Regions from separate parts of the Hordeum vulgare genome. Here region 1 is linked to region 2. The links are chromatin contacts, called in public Hi-C maps. All regions are on one chromosome and are shown on one strand. The core of a region is the stretch at or near the end of the contact, and the rest is flanking DNA. Distances in the headings are between cores, read along the strand shown. Region 1 holds the start of LOC123411287 (NEP1-interacting protein-like 1). Region 2 has its middle 5.0 kb from the start of LOC123411280.

Region 1 (2,741 bases), core at 12-2,511, 150 kb before region 2:
TTGCACTAGGATAGCACCTTTGTAACCACCCATGTTTGTTACCAAAAGAGAAGCCCTTTTTAGGTTGCTGTCTTCTCTTGTGCATGGATTTCCTCACAAGAAATCCTTGTGTCTGAAGATAGCAATAGCTTGTACTACTACATACTACTCCACTAGACAATGCATATGAGCTATCACTGACAGAGTGACAGTCACCTCATGATGGTGGAGTAAGTATGTATGCTGAGGGAGATTGGTTAATTAATTGGAGTGGTTGATCACTCGCGCGTCGTAAAGAGCCTTATTAAATACTGGTATTTAAATCAAGCATGGTGCGCCATGATTTTCGTTCGGGCTGAGGTCGAGGCTCTACCTGACTCTGCACGGCGCTCTGCACCGCCGGCCCCACCTTCTCGCGGACCAGCCTCCCGCTCAGCAGGCTGAGGACGATGTCCACCTGCACGTCGTACAGTAGTACAAACACGGTCAGTAATAAGCCACTCTCCATAACTCCATGTACCTCGACGTGCGTCACTGACAAATGCTGAACAGTGGTAGCCTCGTCAATAACAAAGTACAGATTCGATTCGGAGAGTCGAGAGTCGACATCATTTTGATGTTTTTATTATGATCAATAACATAGCCCATGCATACCATGAAATTCAATCGCGTTTACAGAAACAGGGCAGCGGAGTGCTCTGAATTCTGCAAAACTCGCCTCGTCTCGGAGGCGATCGCGTCGCATCGTGCGAGAAACTGCTCCATTCCGTGGGTATATAATGGAGAAGGGTAGGTGGCAATGCAGTGATATACGTACCATGAAGAGGACGCTCCAGACGGCGGAGTCGCTGGTGTGCCAGAGGTCCCGCGACGACTCAGCGACCTCGATGGAGAAGACGGCGCCGGAGATGGCGCCGATGCCGGCGCCGCGCACCACCCCGCTCTCCGTCGCCAGCCCGATCACCGACCCCGACACCGCACCGACCAGCGACCCCACGGCCGCGAAGGCGCAGGTCGCCACGACGCAGAGCACCTTGCAGGCCAGCTCAAGCGCCACGGACCCCAGCCCTGGGCGACCGCCGGGCCATTGCCGGGGCTCCGGCGCGGACGAGCTGGGACCAGGGGACGCCGACGTGTCCATCGCGGGAGGGAGACCGAACCGAGAAGCCGGATGTTGAACTCAACTGAGCTGGAGCGAACTGACGACGCACGCACGCACGCACGCCGGTGGCGCGGAGGGGAGAAGAGGGAATGGTGCGTGATGGTGAGTAGGATGGTAGTGGAGACGAGGAGAGCGGGGTCGTGTGTATAAATAGCGGCGCGGGAACGTGAGAGGAAATCTGTGGTCGGGTCCGGTGGTGAGGCCGCCACTGGTTTTGATTTTGTCCTGTCCTCGCTGCGGCTGCGGCTGCGGCGTGGCGTGGGCCGCTTGTGTTCTCGGCTCTGTTTCGGTGGGTCTAGTGCACGAGCTCGTGCCTCTGTGTAGCTTGTTTATTCAGCTTAGCAGCACTCGACCCCATCGTTTGCGGCAGTCACGGTATCCTGGGAGGCTGGGACCTAGATGAATTAAGATGGGTGATTCTGTAGACGTAGGTTTCTTCTAGGTTAGAGCTTCTACATCCGGACTTGGTAAATTCAGTCCCCAGTACTCCCTCCGGTCCTTTTTTCTTTGCGTTTAAGAAAAGTTGATTTTTCCCTCAATGCTCTGCGTACTAGCTTTTCTTGGCTGTTGTTTCCAACTTTACCCCTCCTTTCCAATTATTGCATGTCTCTTTCCCATGCACAGCCAACGCCTCTTTTCCATGTACAGCGCCGCAGCCACCGCCTCTTCCCAAGGAAACCAGCTGCCTACCTCTTCCTCTCCTTCCCACGGGTCTCATCTCACCCTCCCATTCTCCACATCTCACTCTCCCTTCTCCTCTACATCCCCTCCATTTCTATGGATGAAATCCACCCATCATGGTTGTGGGAGGACAGCCAACCTGTAGAGCATAGTGAGTCCATGCATGAAAGTTTGCTCGCGGAAGACAGCTTGCTCGACGTGGACGACAGCGAGCTCGTGTACGGAGGCGTGCTCCCCACAGGCGGTGCGCTCACGAGCAGTGGTGTTCTCTCGCTCGCAGAGGGCAGCGCCCTCGCGGACGGCGTCGTGCTCCCGCTCGCGGACGGCGACGCAGTCATGGAAGGCAGCGTGTCTGCGGATAGTGGCCTCCTGCCGCTCGCGGATGGCGACGCAGTCATGGAAGGCAGTGCGCCCACGGACGGCGACGCAGTCGTGGAAGGCGGCGCGTTCGCGGAGTGCAGCATGCACCTGAAGGACGGTGGCGTCCACGCACTTGAGCACGTCGTGCATGCGTTGGTCGACAAGGTGAACAAGCTGACCGACAAGGTGCAACAGCTCACCGAACTGCTGCACGCGCTCGCCGTGAGGGGCATGAAGGTGGATGGTGCCAACCTGGAGGACGAGGACGGCCAACATGCGCTCGTGGATGATAGTGGCATCTACGACGGACAGAAGTGCGGCGAGATGGTCGATGGCGACCCATTGCCACCGATCGAGCAATTCTCTGTTCCTCCCGGCGCAGAAGAGGTCAGGCTAGAACTGATGAGCATTTGCTATCGAGATATTCTGACTAAGGATGAACTGAAGGAAATTTTAAAATGATCCAACACTGATCATCGAGTAGTGCTGATGATGCATAGATGGTTCAAGTAGTGGATGTCACTTTTATCATGTGATGTTAATTTTGTTATCGATCATT
Region 2 (2,868 bases), core at 156-2,655:
AGGTGCACATTTGTGAACTAACCAACACGTTGCGGGCAAAGTAGTTGGGACGGAAAACCCTATTCGCCCAAGCGGTGTCCGGCTTCGCACAGAACAGAACAGGAGGCGATCTAGCGGCGTTGCAGCGTCCTGGTTTTGGAAACCATCTAGAGGTTCCCACCCGGTTTTCTCTGGTATTGGAAAATTTCTAGAAGGTTCTCATGACATATTTTTTTACTTTTCCGTTTTTAATCTTTCCTTTCTTTTCTATTTCTATTCCAAAAAATGTTCCTAATTTTCAAAAAATATTTTTGGATATTTAAGAAAATTCTTAATTTTATAAGATTGATCTGTATTTTCAAAAAATTGTTCTTGATTTCAAAATTTGTTTTTAAGATTCAAATTTGTTCTCGGTTCAAAATTTGTTCTCAAGATTTAAAACATGTTTGTTTTAAAAGAATTGTTTGTGCATCCAAATTTGTTAGGGTTTTTTGTCAAAATTGTTCTCCGTTTCATTTTTTCTCAACACTAAAAAAGTGTTCGTACTTTAGAAAATTGTTCATGCTTTCAAATTTGTTCAGAAATTTTAAAATTGTTCTCGGTTTCAAAACTTATCCTCAAGATTCAAAAAATGTTTGTGTTTTAAAAAATTGTTGGCGCTTCCAAATTTGTTCGGGTTTTTTCAAATTGTTCTCCATTTAAAAATTTTGCTCTCAAGATTCAAAAAATGTGCGTTCTTTAAAAAATTGTCCGAGCTTCCAAATTAATTCAGGATTTTTCAAAATGTTTGTGATTTTTTTGTGTGTTTCTAAATTTGTTCTAGATTTTTCAAAATTTTGTTCTCAAGATTCAAAATATGTTCGTGCTTTAAAAAATTGTTCGCGCTTCTAAATTTGTTCTCTGTTTCAAAATTTGTTCTCAAAATTAGAGAAATGTTCATGCTTTAAAAATTTGTTCGCGCTTCCAAATTAGGTCGGGGTTTTTTCAAAATTATTTAACTTTTCAAACTTTTGTTCTCAACATTCAAAAAATGTCCGTGCTTTAAGTTTTTTTGTGCTTCAAATTTGTTCACGATTTTTCAGAATTTTTCTCGGTTTCAAAATGTATTCTCAAAATTTAAAAAATGTTCATGCTTTTTTGTGCTTTCAAACTTTTTGGGGGTTTTTAAAGTTATGTTCCCAAGATTCAAAAAATGTTCGTGCTTTCAAATTTGTTCACGATTTTTCAAAGTTGTTCTTCACATTCAAAAAATGGTCTTGCTTCAAATACAAAAAGAAAAGGAAAAAGGTAGAAAAAAGAACCAAAAAAGGAAATGAACAGAAATGGAAAAAAGTAACAGAAAAAAAAAACTTGGCCAACACAGACAGGGCGACCGCCCAGTGCGGCGCCAGAGTTGCTGCCGCAATGAGCCACGGGCAGGAGCTCCCGGTGGGGACCTCCTATGCGCCGCTCGTTGGGGCTAACTGCCAAGCGAGCACACAAGGGGTCGCCTGACTAGGCTGGACGCATTTTATTTGTCTTAAGGAGATATGATATTTTTCCTTTTTTATGTTCCTTTTTTCTCCTATTCTGTTTATTTCCTTTTATTTTAGTTTTTTGGTTCGTTTTTTCTTTCCTTTTTCCTTAACTTTTCGAATTGGAAGGAAAAACATATTTTGAATTTGCGGAATATTTTTCGAAAGTACAGAACATTTTTTGAATATTAAGAATAATTCTGGAACATTTTTTAAAACAAGAACATTTTTCGAAATTTAAGAATAATTCTGGAAAACTTACTTAGTTTAAAAATTGAAGGAAATTTTGGAATAGCGATTTTTTCTGGAAATAACGAACATTTTTTTAAAATACTGAAGATTTTTGTTAAATATCGAACATTTGTTTGAAAATCCCGAACAATTTTTGAAGTTATGGATATTTTTTCAAAACGGCAAATGTTAAAATTTCGAACTTTATATAAAAAACAAAGGCATTTTTCGAATTTGAAGATTTTTTTAAAATCCAGAACAATTTTGGAATTTATGATCAAACTTTTAAAAACGACAATCTTTTCGAACATTTTTTAAAAGCAAGAATTTTTTTCAAACTTTAAGAACAATTTGCCAACAAGAAGTTAGTATAAAAACTGAATGTGTTTTGATATTTTGAACATTTTTGGAAAGACCAAACATTTTATTAAAATTCCGAACATTTTCTTACAAAACGAATATTTATTAAAAATCCCAAAGAGTTTTTGAAGTTATGAATATTTTTAAAAAATGGCTAATATTTGTAACTTCGAACATTTTTTATAAACACAAAAATATTTTTTGAATTTATAGAATAATTTTTGAAAATCAAGAACATTTTTGGAAACGGAAACAAAGAAAAGAAACAAAAAAGAAAAAATAAAAACAAAAAACAAGACAAACGGTTGTGGGAACATTCTAGAAGTTTTGCAAAATCAGAAAAACCCGGCTAGAAATCTCTAAAAGGTTCGCAAAACCGCCTTAAGATGTTCCGCTTAAATGGACCGTAGCAGTTAGAACAATCGTTCAATCTCCTTGTGTGGTGCCTCCAATACTTGACGCAAAATGCGGGAAATAGGAGATTCCTTTTGAATTTGTAGGGGTTGTCCGAAGAGTGAGTTCTTCCTTCTTAAAAGATTACTTTCAAGTGCATTTCTATGTTTGATTATAAATAGTACTAAACTTCTAATAGGAGAGTAGAACAAGAAACTTTTAGAACATTTTGAATTTAGTTGTATTCCTTTTGAGAAAAGGCAGAGGTAATAACCACAGCACCACCGGTTGTCGCATAAATCACGTACGATCACCACCGTCGAGTGCGTAGACATCAACAAAGCTGGGCATATCAGGGCTGAAAGCGTAGATAGCACCACCGGTTGTCGCA

Evidence for each region. Hi-C and Micro-C count contacts between places; a contact is called where the count stands out from the background.
Region 1: a contact with region 2 is called in a Hi-C map of seedling, with 2.1 times the contacts expected there. The contact joins the promoter of LOC123411287 here to the enhancer-like site in region 2. A contact is called at or near these places in 2 of 6 Hi-C or Micro-C datasets (leaf and seedling) and 1 of 1 datasets of contacts at active chromatin or transcription factors (embryo).

The regions. Positions count from the first base shown.
Region 1 is chr1H:368,934,839-368,937,579 of MorexV3_pseudomolecules_assembly, reverse strand. LOC123411287 (NEP1-interacting protein-like 1) reads right to left here and starts at 1,261. Exons shown (of 3, transcript XM_045104220.1): 1 at 797-1,261; 2 at 353-436. The coding sequence starts at 1,120.
Region 2 is chr1H:368,784,343-368,787,210 of MorexV3_pseudomolecules_assembly, reverse strand. No RefSeq gene overlaps it. Among protein-coding and RNA genes, the nearest start is that of LOC123411280, 5.0 kb to the left of the region's middle. Within about 2 kb of position 1,405, at least 2 of the 3 cell types and tissues checked have open chromatin away from gene starts, as enhancers often do. A contact at or near this core is called in leaf and seedling, where this site is marked.